Linked DNA regions of Sus scrofa: region 1 is linked to region 2. The links are chromatin contacts, called in public targeted proximity ligation maps. All regions are on one chromosome and are shown on one strand. The core of a region is the stretch at or near the end of the contact, and the rest is flanking DNA. Distances in the headings are between cores, read along the strand shown. Region 1 holds the start of KDM8 (lysine-specific demethylase 8). Region 2 holds the start of IL21R (interleukin-21 receptor).

Region 1 (6,685 bases), core at 1,273-3,772, 190 kb after region 2:
TTTTTTAAAATAAAAATTTTTTTTGTCTTTTTGCCATTTCTTGGGCCGCTCCCGCGGCATATGGAGGTTCCCAGGCTAGGGGTTGAATTGGAGCTGTAGCCGCCAGCCTACACCACAGCCACAGCAACACGGGATCTGAGCTGCGTCTGCGACCTACACCACAGCTCACGGCAATGCCGGATCCTTAACCCACGGAGCGAGGCCAGGGATCAAACCCGCATGGTTCCTAGTCGGATTAGTTAACCACTGAGGCACGATGGGAACTCCTCTTTTGTAGAAATTTTTTATTCTCATCATTTTCCCCAATGTTTTCCACTGGAACCTTGATTTCTGCATGTAGGAATATCATCTTAATGCAAGTTGAATACTAGAAGTCCATATAGTTTTCAGGATACTGTGTCTGTAATATTTACCATTTATAATTGGGCAAGTCATAAATGAGAATTATTCCTGGCGAACTGAGACCCATGGTCCCCCTAATCACAGACCATAAGATAAAGCCTGAGTGGCCTTGTATCCCCACTTTGAAGTTGGTTTTTTAGGGCTCGACAAGTGTTGGCCTTAAGAGACTTCTTGTTGGTTATAGAAGGATTTTTTCTTTTTTTCTTTTTTAAATGGGGTGAGGGCAGAGGTGTCAGGTATAGAAACGGCCTGACTGGTCTTGTGTCTGCGCTTTGCAAGCTGTCCTTCAAGAGGGCCACGTGTATTGGCCCCATGACATGGGACAGTTTTCATAGGAAGGTGAGGTACAGGTGCATAAAACTGCTCTTCTCAGTGAGTTATCTTGGCTTCTGACATAAACGCCTGTTTGCTGGCATATGAAATAATTTTCTTGAAAAGGGGATCAGACAAAGGTTGTTTTGACTTTATAAATCAGCCTAAGGTGAACTTCACAACAGGTTTCTTGTTAGTCATGTCAAAATACAAAGGAGCCATGTATACACTGTATAGAGCAGCCCGCTTGGGTCCTGGCTTCATAAATTCCACATCCAGATTGAGCTATACAAACTGGCTTTAGTTGGCTGTTAGTCAACAGCCCAAGTGGCTTCCTGTCGGTTATAAAATAAAGCCTAGAAGTTCCCGTCATGGCGTAGTGGTTAACGAATCTGACTAGGAACCATGAGGATGCAAGTTCGATCCCTGGCCTCGCTCCGTGGGTTAAGGATCCGGCGTTGCCGTGCGCTGTGGGGTAGGCTGCAGAAGCAGCTGGGATCCCGTGTTGCTGTGGGCTCTGGCGAAGGCCAGCGGCTATAGCTCTGATTCGACCCCTAGCCTGGGAACCTCCATATGCCGCAGGAGCGGCCCTATAAAAGGCAAAAAGACAAATAAGTAAATAAATAAATAAAATAAAGCCTAGAAAGCCCCACCACAGTCATCCCATATTCCTCCTAAATTGTCTTTAAAACTAAAGCGCCTTCCATAATACATCAGCCTCTATCTGACTTTAAGGAAACAGGCTGCCCAGTTTTGTAAAGTGCAGACAGGCTTGGGCTCAGGCCATCGATGTGGCCCCAACACCGGCTCACCTCCTGTCCCTGGACTTGCTCTAACCCTGCTGAGCACGGTAACTTATCTTTACTGGATTCCCTGGGGCACAACGCGATACTGATGCTCAGAGTTAATCTCTATCAAGTTAGACACCACTTTCCTCCAGAAGGCAAAGGCCTCACCGAATTCCCCAGGGCCAACGGGTTGGGCGAGCTCTACGTATCCCCACCGACCCTCCACCGCGAGGTTCCACATCCTTTCCCTCCCTGGCGCCTCTCCCCGCGGCTTCACTTTGCGGTCCACGTTCGAGGCCCGATGGCTCAAGAGTGTTCAGTGGGCTGAGCTCCAGACCAATGGTAAACGGCTACTAACCAGGGAGAAACACACACCGGTATGCGTTGGTACCACACACCAGTACCAACAGCGGTATCAACACCAGGTAAAAATAGCAGAAGCGGCGCAATTAACGCGGCACCAAGAACTGCGCAGGCGCACAACAGTCTGGCCTCAGGCGTGCGCAAAACGAAATGACTGGCGAAAGAAGAGCACCACGCACGCGCGGAGCCTTTCTTCCCGTCCCCGGCAGCGCTGGAGAATTAGAGAACCGCTAAACTGCGTTCTCAGGACGCATGCGCTGCCTCTATCCTTCCCTCCTCAACAGCCCCCCCACCCCGCTCAGTTTCGCGGCTTTGAAGGGCCGCCCCGGGCTTTCCAAAGCGCAAGCGCGAGACTGTTCTTTCCTCCTTCGCTTCTTCACATGACGCCTGCGCCGTCCTCCCCTCCCAACCCTTCCCCTCAGCTTCTAAGAAGTCAGAGCTGCCCGCCCTTCTCGAGTTGCTCAACCTCACCTGTCTCGAGTTTGAATGGTGTCCAGTTGCCCCGGGGCCGGCGGCTTGTCCTTTCGGGCCGAATACTCTGGCTCTCGCCGTGTAAGAAGCTTGCCCCAGGAATATCGATCACTCCCAGCTCGATTGATCACCAAGGAGTGCCTAGAGGAGAGCCGAGCGATCGATGCCCCCGCCCCTCCCCGTTTAAAAGGCCGGAGGGCGGGGCAACAGCTTAGGGTTGGGCTCTTCCCTTCCTTGGTTTCACTTTCCCTGTGGTTAACACCTGTGATTTCCTCTGCAACAACTACGATTACTTTGTGTGCATAGTAACTTCATATCCACCGTTTTGTCTAGAATCATACAACTAGGATTATTCTCTTCGTTTTACAAAGAGGTATGCCGAGGTTCAGTGAAATAAAGTGACCAGCCAAATGCTTGTGCTTTGGGGAAGTCGCAGATCCTGAATTTGAACCTCCGAAGTGCTGCATCCGTGGCCTGTGAGAGTGAGGAGGACCAAGGTTTCAGTACGAGTGGCGGGGGTGTGTGTGTGTGAGAGTGTCGGGATCTTCACTTCTCCCCCTGCTGCCTTGATGCTGAGTGGTGTGGGCGTCCCTGGGGGTTTCGGTTTTAAGCATGTTTCCCAATGGACCAGGCTTTTTGAAGCATTGATCAGAGTCAACCGGAAGTTCTGCATATACTGATTTTGGCACCTGAGTAGAAAGGAGAAGAAAATTCATTTACTGGTGTTAAAGAAAATATTATTATTATTATGTCTTTTTGTATTTTCTTGAGCCACTCCCGCGGCACATGGAGGTTCCCAGGCTAGGGATCTAATCGGAGCTATAGCCACCTGCCTCCGCCAGAGCCACAGCAACGCGGGATCCGAGCAGCGTCTGAGACCTACCCCACAGCTCAAGGCAACGCCGGATCCTAAACCCATGGAGCAAGGCCAGGGATCAAACCAGCAACCTCATGGTTCCTAGTTGGATTCATTAACCACTGCGCCACAACGGGAACTCCAAAGAAAATATTATTTGTGACATTCGTTAAGATAAGGCAGGCTTTATTTAGGGGAATGGCTGTAATGGGAAGGGTGGGCATTGATTGCAGTAGGGGAGAGGAGTTGGGGCACAGCTCTGAATACAGCAGGGACAAGAGATTTGTACCTGAACTTGAGCAGGGCCCTGTGGGGCTCCTGGGCACAAGCCTTTCTGTGTGCCCCATTTCTTGTTTTTAGGGGATAAGCTTCAGCCTCCGTGGCCTTCCCTGAATCCCAAAGGGCAGGTTCAAACAGTTGTAATGGGGAGGGGAAGGGATTCAGAGACAAGGAGCTGTCTAAGAAAGAACAGTGCAGCCTTGGGTAGGGTCCTGGTTCCTCTTCAAGAAGTATACATAACAGGGAGTCCTTTCCTGACTCAGTGGTTAACAAACCCGGCTAGGATCCATGAGGATTCGGATTCGATTCCTGGCCTTGCTCAGTGGGTTAAGGATCCAGCGTTGCCATGAGCTGTGGTGTGGGTTGCAGACACTGCTTAGATCCCTCATTGCTGTGGTGTAGGCTGGGGGCTACAGCTCCAATTTGACCGCTAGCCTGGGAACTTCTACATGCCGTGGGTACAGCTGTAAAAAAGGCAGAAAAAAAAAAAGAAAGAAATATATATAACAATATCTTATGCAGAACTAAACTCCCAAAAAGTGAAAACAAGAGAGGAAGCCCATGAGTTGTCCCCACCCCCACACACCCCTACCGCCCACTTGGTTGTGCAGCAGAAAGGAATCTGACTAGGAACCACGAGGTTTTGGGTTCAATCCCTGGCCTTGCTCAGTGGGTTAAGGATCTGGCATTGCCATGAGCTGTGGTGTGGGTCACAGACACAGCTCAGATCCCATGTTGCTGTGGCTGTGGTGTAGGCCGGTGGCTATAGCTCCGATTGGACCCCTAGCCTGGGAACCTCCGGGTGCCACTGGTGCAGCCCTAAAAAGACAAAAGACAAAAAAAAAAAAAAAAAAAAGGACGCCCATCAAAACTAGTCCCACTAAACATCAACTTTGAAGTTGCACCTACCCTGATCTCTATCTGTGGCCCTGTTTTCTACTCCCAAACTATAAAACTACTTCCTCTTCTCTCCCAATGCAGTCTTTAGGGCATTAGCCTGCTGTGGCCTACTTTGCCTGGCAAAGCAATATATAGTTTTAGCTATTTTTTTTCTCCTTCACCCAAAAACCTGTCTCCATGTTTCTTTTTTATTTCTCTCTCCCTTTTTTTTTTTTTTTTTTTGGTCTATTTAGAGCCACACCCACTGCACATGGAGCTTCCCAGGCTAGGGGTCCAATCGGAGCTCTAGCTGCCAGCCTACGCCACAGCCACATCAACACAGGATCTGAGCCATGTCTGCAACCTACACCACAGCTCACGGCAACGCCAGATCCTTAACCCACTGAGTGAGGCCAGGGATGGAACCCACGTCCTCATTGTCCGATCCTAGTCGGGTCTGTTAATCACTGAGCCACGACAGGAATTCCAAATCTCCATGTTTCTATTCAGCACCACTGGACAAAGGCTGAATTTTGGCACCATAATCACGGAGCAGGGTCTGGGTCAGTGGATGGAAAATTATTAAGAGGCAGCATCAGCAGCAAGGGGAATTCTGGTCCAGCAAACCTCACGGGATTTTTTTTTTTTTTTTTTTCAGAAGGCAGGCCGGGGTGATGAGCTATCAGGGGTGTAGGATAAGGAATTTGATAGAGAGGAGAAGGGGGTCCCTCCTGACCCAGCAGAATTTTTGCTAAAACTAGACTAAACAGACCAAAGACACAACCCAAGGGCAAAGTCTAGAGAGAGAGTCTGGGAGTTCCCACTGTGGCTCAGTGGATAATGAACCCGACTAGGAACCATGAGGTTGCAGGTTCTATCCCTGGCTTCCCTCAGTGGGTTAAGGATCCGACCTGTGGTGTAGGTGGCAGACTTGGCTCAGATCCGGTGTGGCTGTGGCTGTGGTGTAGGCAGCGACAGCTCTGATTGGACCTCTAGCCTGGGAACCTCCATATGCCTCGGGTGCAGCCCTAGAAAAGACCAAAAAAAAAAAAAAAAAAGAGAGAGAGAGAGAATCTGTCACTGGTTACAAGGGATGTGCCAGGCATTGTCTGGGCGCCTTAGACTCCTCAAAATTATGTAATTTTCACAACAACTCCGTGAGGCAGAGATTGCTGTGGTTTATTAACGGACAAGGAGACCGAAGCTTGCTCAAGGACAGTTCAAAAATCATGGATATTGGCTCCCGTGTTAGCACCAAAGAAAATGAGGCAGGGTAATAACTCAGGGAGTCCATGTAGGAGCAGGGGCTTCAATGCATTCTTTGTTAGAGTCACCGATGTACATTTGTGGCTTAAGGCCTCCAGGGAGTAATATCCCCACAGGCCTTGTTTACTGTAGGGAGGGTACCTATGCCCAGATGGACTTGAATCCCCATCCCCCTGTGACTCAGTCTACAGGAAGAGAAGGGCAAAGAAACCATGAGACTCATGGGACATTTCCACCCCCAAGACCCCTATTGGACAAGGACTGATACAGGTAACTGGCCAAGGCCAATGGGAGAAAACCACATCTTTCTGGACCCCACGTTGGTACCCCCCCCAACTTTAAGGGGTAACAACCCTCATAAGACAATAGAGAGAGGGGCTCTTCTTTCCCTACCAGCTGTTCTGGGAGCTGTTTGCTTTCCCGTAATAAAGACTTTTGCTCTGTGTGTTCACAAAGTTCATTCTTCAGCTGAGTGAACAAGAACCCGGATTCCGGTAACATCTTTCCAGCATGAAAAACACACTAAATAAACTTCACCAGCCCTCAAGGATCTCCCCAGAAAGTGAGAGTCACAAATATTTTTTAAACATTTACTAGGCACCCAGCCCTCCTAAGGGACTTTAAAAATATTAAAATGGAGATAGCTATTGTTTTAATTATCATCCCCAGGAGGAGTTCCCATGCAGCTCAGTGGGTTAAGAACCGGACATGTTGGAGTTCCCGTCGTGGCTCAGTGGTTAACAAATCCGACTAGGAACCATGAGGTTGCAGTTTCGATCCCTGGCCTTGCTCAGCGGGTTAAGGATCCGGCATTGCCGTGAGCTGTGGTGTAGGTTGCAGACGTGGCTTGGATCCCGCGTTGCTGTGGCTCTGGTGTAGGCTGGCAGCTACAGCTCTGATTTGACCCCTAGCCTGGGAGCCTCCATATGCCGTGGGAGCGGCCCTAGAAAAGGCAAAAAGACAAAAAGACAAAAATAAAAAAAAATTAAAAAAAAGAACTGGACATGTTGTGTGAGGATGCAGGTTCCATCCCTGGCCTCGATCAGTGGGTTAAGGATCCAGCGTTGCC
Region 2 (6,437 bases), core at 1,025-3,524:
TCTTCCTTGCTGGGCAGGTGGGAGCCTGCAGTACCTGGGTACATCCTTCCTCTTGCTCTCCTCTCCAGGCTACCTCCCAACATAAAGGCTCTTAGTTTCTTCCACTGCAGGGTTGTAAGGATCCAGACTCCCTGCCAGGTGTGGGGCGGGCAGGACCAGGTCTTCTGCTGAACCCACCATGGGAAACGGGTGATCGGCGCTCCCCCTCTGGGGTCTGCCCGGCCCCTTTGGTCCAACTTCCCCTCTCAGAAGATGCCCCTGGGCTATGACTCTTGCTTTTGTGTTATCCTGTCCAATAGGTTGTCACCTTGGGGATTCCAAACCCAGCTCTGCATGTTACAGTCACAGCCAACCTGGGACAAGCTTCTTCCCGCCGTGCATCAGTCTCCTCATCTGTGAAATGGGCTGAATGAAGCCACCAGCCTCACCTGGTGTTGTGAGGGTGATGGGAGAGCTTCACGTGCCTGTCACGTGCTGAGCGCTGGTGCTGGGAGGATCAGAACCCAGGGGGCTGAGGGAGGCAGAACCACAGGTTTCCGAGTGCGTTCCAGTACCTTCCACCACTCTTGGAAACTGGCCTCCCTCCTCCACGGGCTCTGAGCTCCCCAGGATGCAAATTCCCTTCCTAGGCAGGCCCCCTGCCAACAGCTTTTATATTTTCATGTCCTCGAATCTTCACAACCAGAATGGAACTGCCATTCTCCCCCTTTCACAGATGAGAAAACTGAGGCGCCATGAGGCTAGAAGAAGCAGAGAAACTTGCCCAAGTTCACCCAGCCGCATGGCTGGACTTTGAAGCCACCAGGCTTTCCCCAGTCTATCATGTGCTTGTAAAACCCCTACACTTTCCCCCAGGGGAATGCAGATGCCCTTTAAGGAGCAGCCCCTGACTTTAATGCCCCCTTGCCTGGGTCCTCTGCATCCTAAATTCCCCTCCTGGCACCCCTTCCTCTGCCAGGAGTGTGTCTGTTTCTTCCCTGCCCCCTCCCCCTGCCATTTTTCACAAGTCAAAATTCAACCCATCCTTCAAGGCTCAGCCTCCCTAGGTCGTCTCCTTCCTCCCCTCTCCTCCACACACACTGAACCCCTTTTGCCCCTCACCCTCGGCCCATCCCCTTGTGTTTTCATGAGAAAGGTGAGGCGACAGCATCGGGGGTTGGGGGGGCAGGACCAGCCTCAATGTCACCTGCCCACCCTGCGACGCACTGGTTGAGTCACTTTGGGAAAATCACTCTACCTCTCAGAGTCTCCGTTTTTAATCTGTGAAATGGGCACATCAATCCATCGTAAAGGATTTAAACAACACAGAGGAGATAAAAACACAGAGCCTGGCACAAAGTCCATGCCAAACCTCTCTCAAACTGACCCCAGTCAAGGTCATGCCCACCCCCCTCCACCTCCCCAGGGCTCAGCTGCCCAGAACCACGGAGACTGTCACATCATGTTCGGTCTGGAACCAGCCTTCCCTCCCCAGCCCCTGCCTTTGGGAGGCAGGTTTTCATAAGCTCAGGGGGCCATCTCAGCCATGCCTTGCCTTCATGTCCCTGGGGCCACCTGCAGACCCACAAAAGGCATTCCAGTCGTCCTGAGCTAGGCTGAACAGGAGACTCCAGCCCAACTCTGCTGACCTCGTTGTCCCCTGCTGTGATGAGGGCACGGACCCCCTCCGGTCCTCCTGGGCAGAGAGGGTGCCCCCCGGCCACGAGGTGGCTGGAAATGAGTTACCTGTAGTTCCACTTCTTCCTCAGAAATCCATTCTCTGTGTTCCAGGCGATCCAGGGGGCTCCCAGGCGACCCCGCGTGGGAACGGGAAATGGGGTGCTGGGAGGACAAGCAGGGGTCTGGAGTGGGAAGCCACAGCCTGCCCCGAGGCACTAACCCCGACCGCACACGACCGGTCAACCAGACAGCCGGCAGCTGGGCTCCGGGCAGGCGGGCCACGCAGAGGCAACCATCCGTCACATCCCAGCGAGGTCACCCCGGGACAGAAGACAGCGATTGTGGGGCAGGGACCGATCCGCGGCTCCGGGGATGGACAGACAGCAGCCAAGGGCTGGTCAGGCCGGCAGACAGAGGAGCAGACAGGCAGATAGACAGCTGTCTGGCTGTCAGTCACTCAGCGAGAAGCAGGCAGACAGTCTGTCCCCGAGCCCCCGGGTCACTCCGCGGGGAGACGGCTGTGGGTCTGCCAGAGGCGGCGCCTGCCATCCCAGCCCCACGACGTGCGCAGGGCGGGGAGCTAGAGGAGGAGGATGTGGTGAGCGGCTCCCCGCAGGCCCCGCCCACAGAGCGGCCGGCTCCTCCCCGCCCCCCCGGAGTGAGAAAGAGGTGGGAGGGGGCACGGCCCCAGGGCAAAGCCCGCGGCTCGCCAAAAAGGTCGTCTGCTTGAAATCTATCTGGTGCTACCCGGGTGACGTCTGCCTCCTGTGGACGGGTGACATCACCCCTACAGGCCCTGCAGCCTTGACCTTTAAGCCAGCAGGGCGGCCGTGAGCCACCGCAGGGCACAGATGTGGAAACTGAGGCTCCAAGGGTGCAGAGGTGGCCTAACCAGACTCCAGAGGCCGCGGGGGTCCTGAGAGCCCAACTCGCAGCTCAGAGCCCTGCCCCAGGGTCCTTTGGAGAGGCGGTGGCCCTCTCCCCTCCACAGCCCCTCTGCTGGATGTTGCCAACTGGCCCGCTTCTCGCCTGCAGGCTGCGTGCCTGGTCCCGCCGGGGTCTGCAACTGGGAACCCCTCCCAGACTCCCTGGCCCTGTTTCCTTAGAATCCGGCTTCCTGCTGCCATGCTCTGTGGCCCTGAGAAGACAATTCCTTGGGCGTGTCGCATGACCCTCTAATGCCTCCTTTTGCCCCTATGACAGATGGGAACACCTGGCCATCAACACATGGGAACTCAGGAAGAAAATGGAGAAAAGAAATCCACGAGGGTAACTTCGTCCAGCTAACGAGCCAAGGGCCCATGAGAGGATCAGACGTCTCCAGCAAATGTTTAAGAGACTTGGGGACAAAATTCAACAAGTTCACACCCAGCAGCCTCCAAAGACAAGCAGGAGAGCCGTGCCACCACAAACACCACCATCACTGTCTTGCCTAGGTGATCTCATTTGTTGCACAAACCCCCTGAGGCAAAGAAGAGGATTCCTAGTTTCCACTGGAAGAAACCAAGGCTCAGGAGGGCTATTGAGGACATGTCACACTAGTGAAGAAGTGTCATAGCTGGAATTTGAACCCCGGTGGAATCTGATTACTCAGCCTGCCCCTGACGATGGAAACGGGCCCAAATGTTGCACCCTTGATGTGTTACCAGGGTAGATACGGGCCGTTTGGTGCTGTTTGGATGGCACAGGTCCACTCAAACACCCGAAACATCTTCCCCCCCCCAATTCATTTTTGGGAAATAGTTTGCAGCTAAGCCACACGATCGCGCCAAGAGAAAAAAGAGAAAGCATTTTGTTATTTATTTCTTCTATCATTTTTTTTTCCCTCTTTTGCTAGTTGTTTTTGAGGACCTGAGTACAAATTCCCCTGCGGCCGATTTGAAGGGTGTTTGACTCTTCCTCAAGACTGAAATATCTCCTGTTCTCTGGAGCCTAAATCTTGGGAGAAAGCCAGCTTTTCTCCCTCTCTCTCTCTCTTTTTTTTTTTATGGATGTCACACATGCAAACCATGTTCTGTGTGTATGCTTCTTTATTTATTTATTTTTATTTCAAATGACTTTTTTTTTTTCCCGTTATAGCTGGTTTACAGTGTTCTTTCAACTTTCTAGTACACAGCAAGGGGACCCAGTCACCCATAAATATATACATTCTTTTTTCTCCCATTATCAGGCTCCATCATAAGTGACTACAGCCTTTCTCTTCATCTCCAGGGTGAATTTTCTGAGATGTGGTCAAAAGATCAGAAGAAGGAATTAGTGAAAAAACTGAGCTAAAATGTGTGTTTGGGGGGTGCTGACTCTGTGCCAGAATTTTAAGGACTCGAAAAATGCATCAGCTCACGTTAGCCTCAGGATAGCTCAAAGAACGCTGCTTGGCCCATCATCACTTTCATCTTGATTTTACAGAAAGGAAAACAGAGGCTCAGAGAGGTTCAGTGCCTTGTCCAAGGTCACACAGTTGGGGAGTGGCAGAGTTGGGATTTGAACTTCGGTCGTTCAGGCTCCTGAGTTTACTTTTTTTTTTTTTTTTTAGAGCTGCACTTGCGGCATAGGGAGCTTCCCAGGCTAGGGGTCTAATCAGAGCTGCAGCCGCCAGCCTACACCAGAGCCATGGCAACGCCAGATCCAAGCTGTGTTTGCGACCTACACCACAGCTCACAGCAACACCGGATCCTTCACCCACAGAGCGAGGCCAGGGATCGAACCCGAAACCTCATGGTTCCTAGTCGGATTTGTTTCTGCTGAGCCACGATGGGAACTCCTGAGTTGACATTCTTGATCACCTGCTATACCGCTTCTACATGTATGTTAACCCAAGGATGTGCAGTCCCTCCTCCCCTCAGCTGCCTGCCTTCCTCCCTCCCCTTCTTCTCTCTGCTCACCCACTCAACCACGTGCCCATTCATCGGTCCTTCTATCCACCCACCCCCTCCAGTCATCCATTCTCTCCTTCCTGCCTTCTACCCACCAGCACTGAACATGCCCTTGGCTCTGGCCTGGGGATACCTCATGGAAATACAGACAAGCAATAGCCTTCACAGAACCGCGATTCTGGTGGGAGACACAGACATCAAGAAGCAATGGACAAACCAAATGCAAATTGTACAATCAGAAAAAAACTGAGGAGAGGTCTAGGTAGTGACAGAGATGGGCATCCTGGATGGTAAGACATACCCCAGCCACAGAGGAAATATTTTAGGCAGAAGGACCTGCAGGTGCAAAGGCACTGAGGCGAGAAGGAGTGTGGAAGTTGAGAACAGTGTGGGGAATGGAGTGAGCCAGCAAGGAATGCTAGGAGACAGGGTCACGGAAGTCCCACATCCTGCACACCACCCGGGACCTTGCAGGATGGGGAGGGGTGTGGCGTGGAAGGTAGATGTGGTTCCTAGGGTCTGTCATCGGAAATGTCCTCCAAGGCGTGGCTTAATCCAATTTACATTTTCCAAAGAGTGCTCTGGGCCATGACTTCGGGACTGGGTGAGATGTTGCAGGTGCTACTCAACCTCTTGTGTTCACATCCGCCTAGGAACCATGAGGTCGCGGGTTCGATCCCTGGCATCTGGGAGGTGGAAATTCAACAGCTGCCATGTCCTTTGGGGTGAGCATGAGTCCCCTCAGAACCAGATCTGTGTTGATGGAAGGGGCCCTTCAGGAGGCCCTCTGGGTCTGTGCACAGTCTGTGTGTCTGACCCTCAAGTTCTCAGAAAACAGCATAAGAAGGTCTCTCAACACCCTCCCAACACCCACTTAGTATTTAAAGCTGGTCAATGGGGAGGAAGTGGTTAAATTTGCATTTCAGCCAAGGGGCATACTGGGAAAAAGAATTTGAGACAACCCCTCCTTCAACTCATTTCCTCTTTTTTATTTTTATGTCAACAGTTTGATTGAGGTATAATTTACATAGCACAAAATTCAGCCATTGTCAGGGTACCATTCCACACCCGTTCTATGCTCACTGAGTTTGGCCCCCCAACGTTTCCAAACAGGCTCGTTGTTCCTGTTTGTAGTCAATCCCATTCCCACTTCCAGCCCCAGTAATCTCCTCTCTGTCTCTACTGATTTTTTTTTTTTTTTTTCATTCTCTTTTCTGGAAGAGTCCACATACATTGAGTCAACCATGTGGTCTTTTGTGGTCTTTTGACAAAAGCTCAATCTGGGGGTTCCCGTGGTGGCGCAGTGGTGAACGCATCCGACTAGGAACCGTGAGGTTGCAGGTTTGATCCCTGGCCTTGCTCAGTGGGTGAAGGATCTGGCGTTGCCGTGAGCTGTGGGGTAGGTTGCAGATGAGGCTCAGATCCTGCGTGGCTGTGGCTCTGGCGTAGGCTGGTGGCTACAGCTCCAATTGGACCCCTACCCTGGGAACCTCCATATGCTGTAGGAGTGGCCCTAGAAAAGGCAAAAAGACAAAAAAAAAAAAAAAAAAAAAGCTTTGTCCATGTTGTAGCATGTACTTCGTTCATTTTTATCACTGAGTAATATTCCATTGCATGGCTATGCCACGTTTGGTTTATCCATTCATTGGCTGATGGAAGTTGAAACGTATTCACTTTATTATGAATAATACTGCTATGAACCTTTCCATGCAAATCTTGGTAGAGACAGGTGTGTCACATTTTTTGGTTACCTACCCAGGTGAGGATTATTGGGTTGACTTTTTTTTTTTCCTAGGGCCACACATGGAAGTTCCCAGGCTAGGGGTCGAATTGGAGCTGCAGCTGCCCGCCTACACCCCAGCCACAGCCACACAGGATCCGAGCTGCATCTGTGACCTACACCAC

What was found.
Region 1: a contact with region 2 is called in a targeted proximity ligation map of skeletal muscle. A contact is called at or near these places in 2 of 2 datasets of targeted methods (alveolar macrophages and skeletal muscle).

The regions. Positions count from the first base shown.
Region 1 is chr3:19,673,685-19,680,369 of Sscrofa11.1, forward strand. KDM8 (lysine-specific demethylase 8) reads right to left here and starts at 2,523. Exons shown (of 10, transcript XM_021086445.1): 1 at 2,337-2,523.
Region 2 is chr3:19,486,927-19,493,363 of Sscrofa11.1, forward strand. It overlaps IL21R (interleukin-21 receptor), which reads right to left and starts at 2,275. Exons shown (of 9, transcript XM_021086442.1): 1 at 1,726-2,275.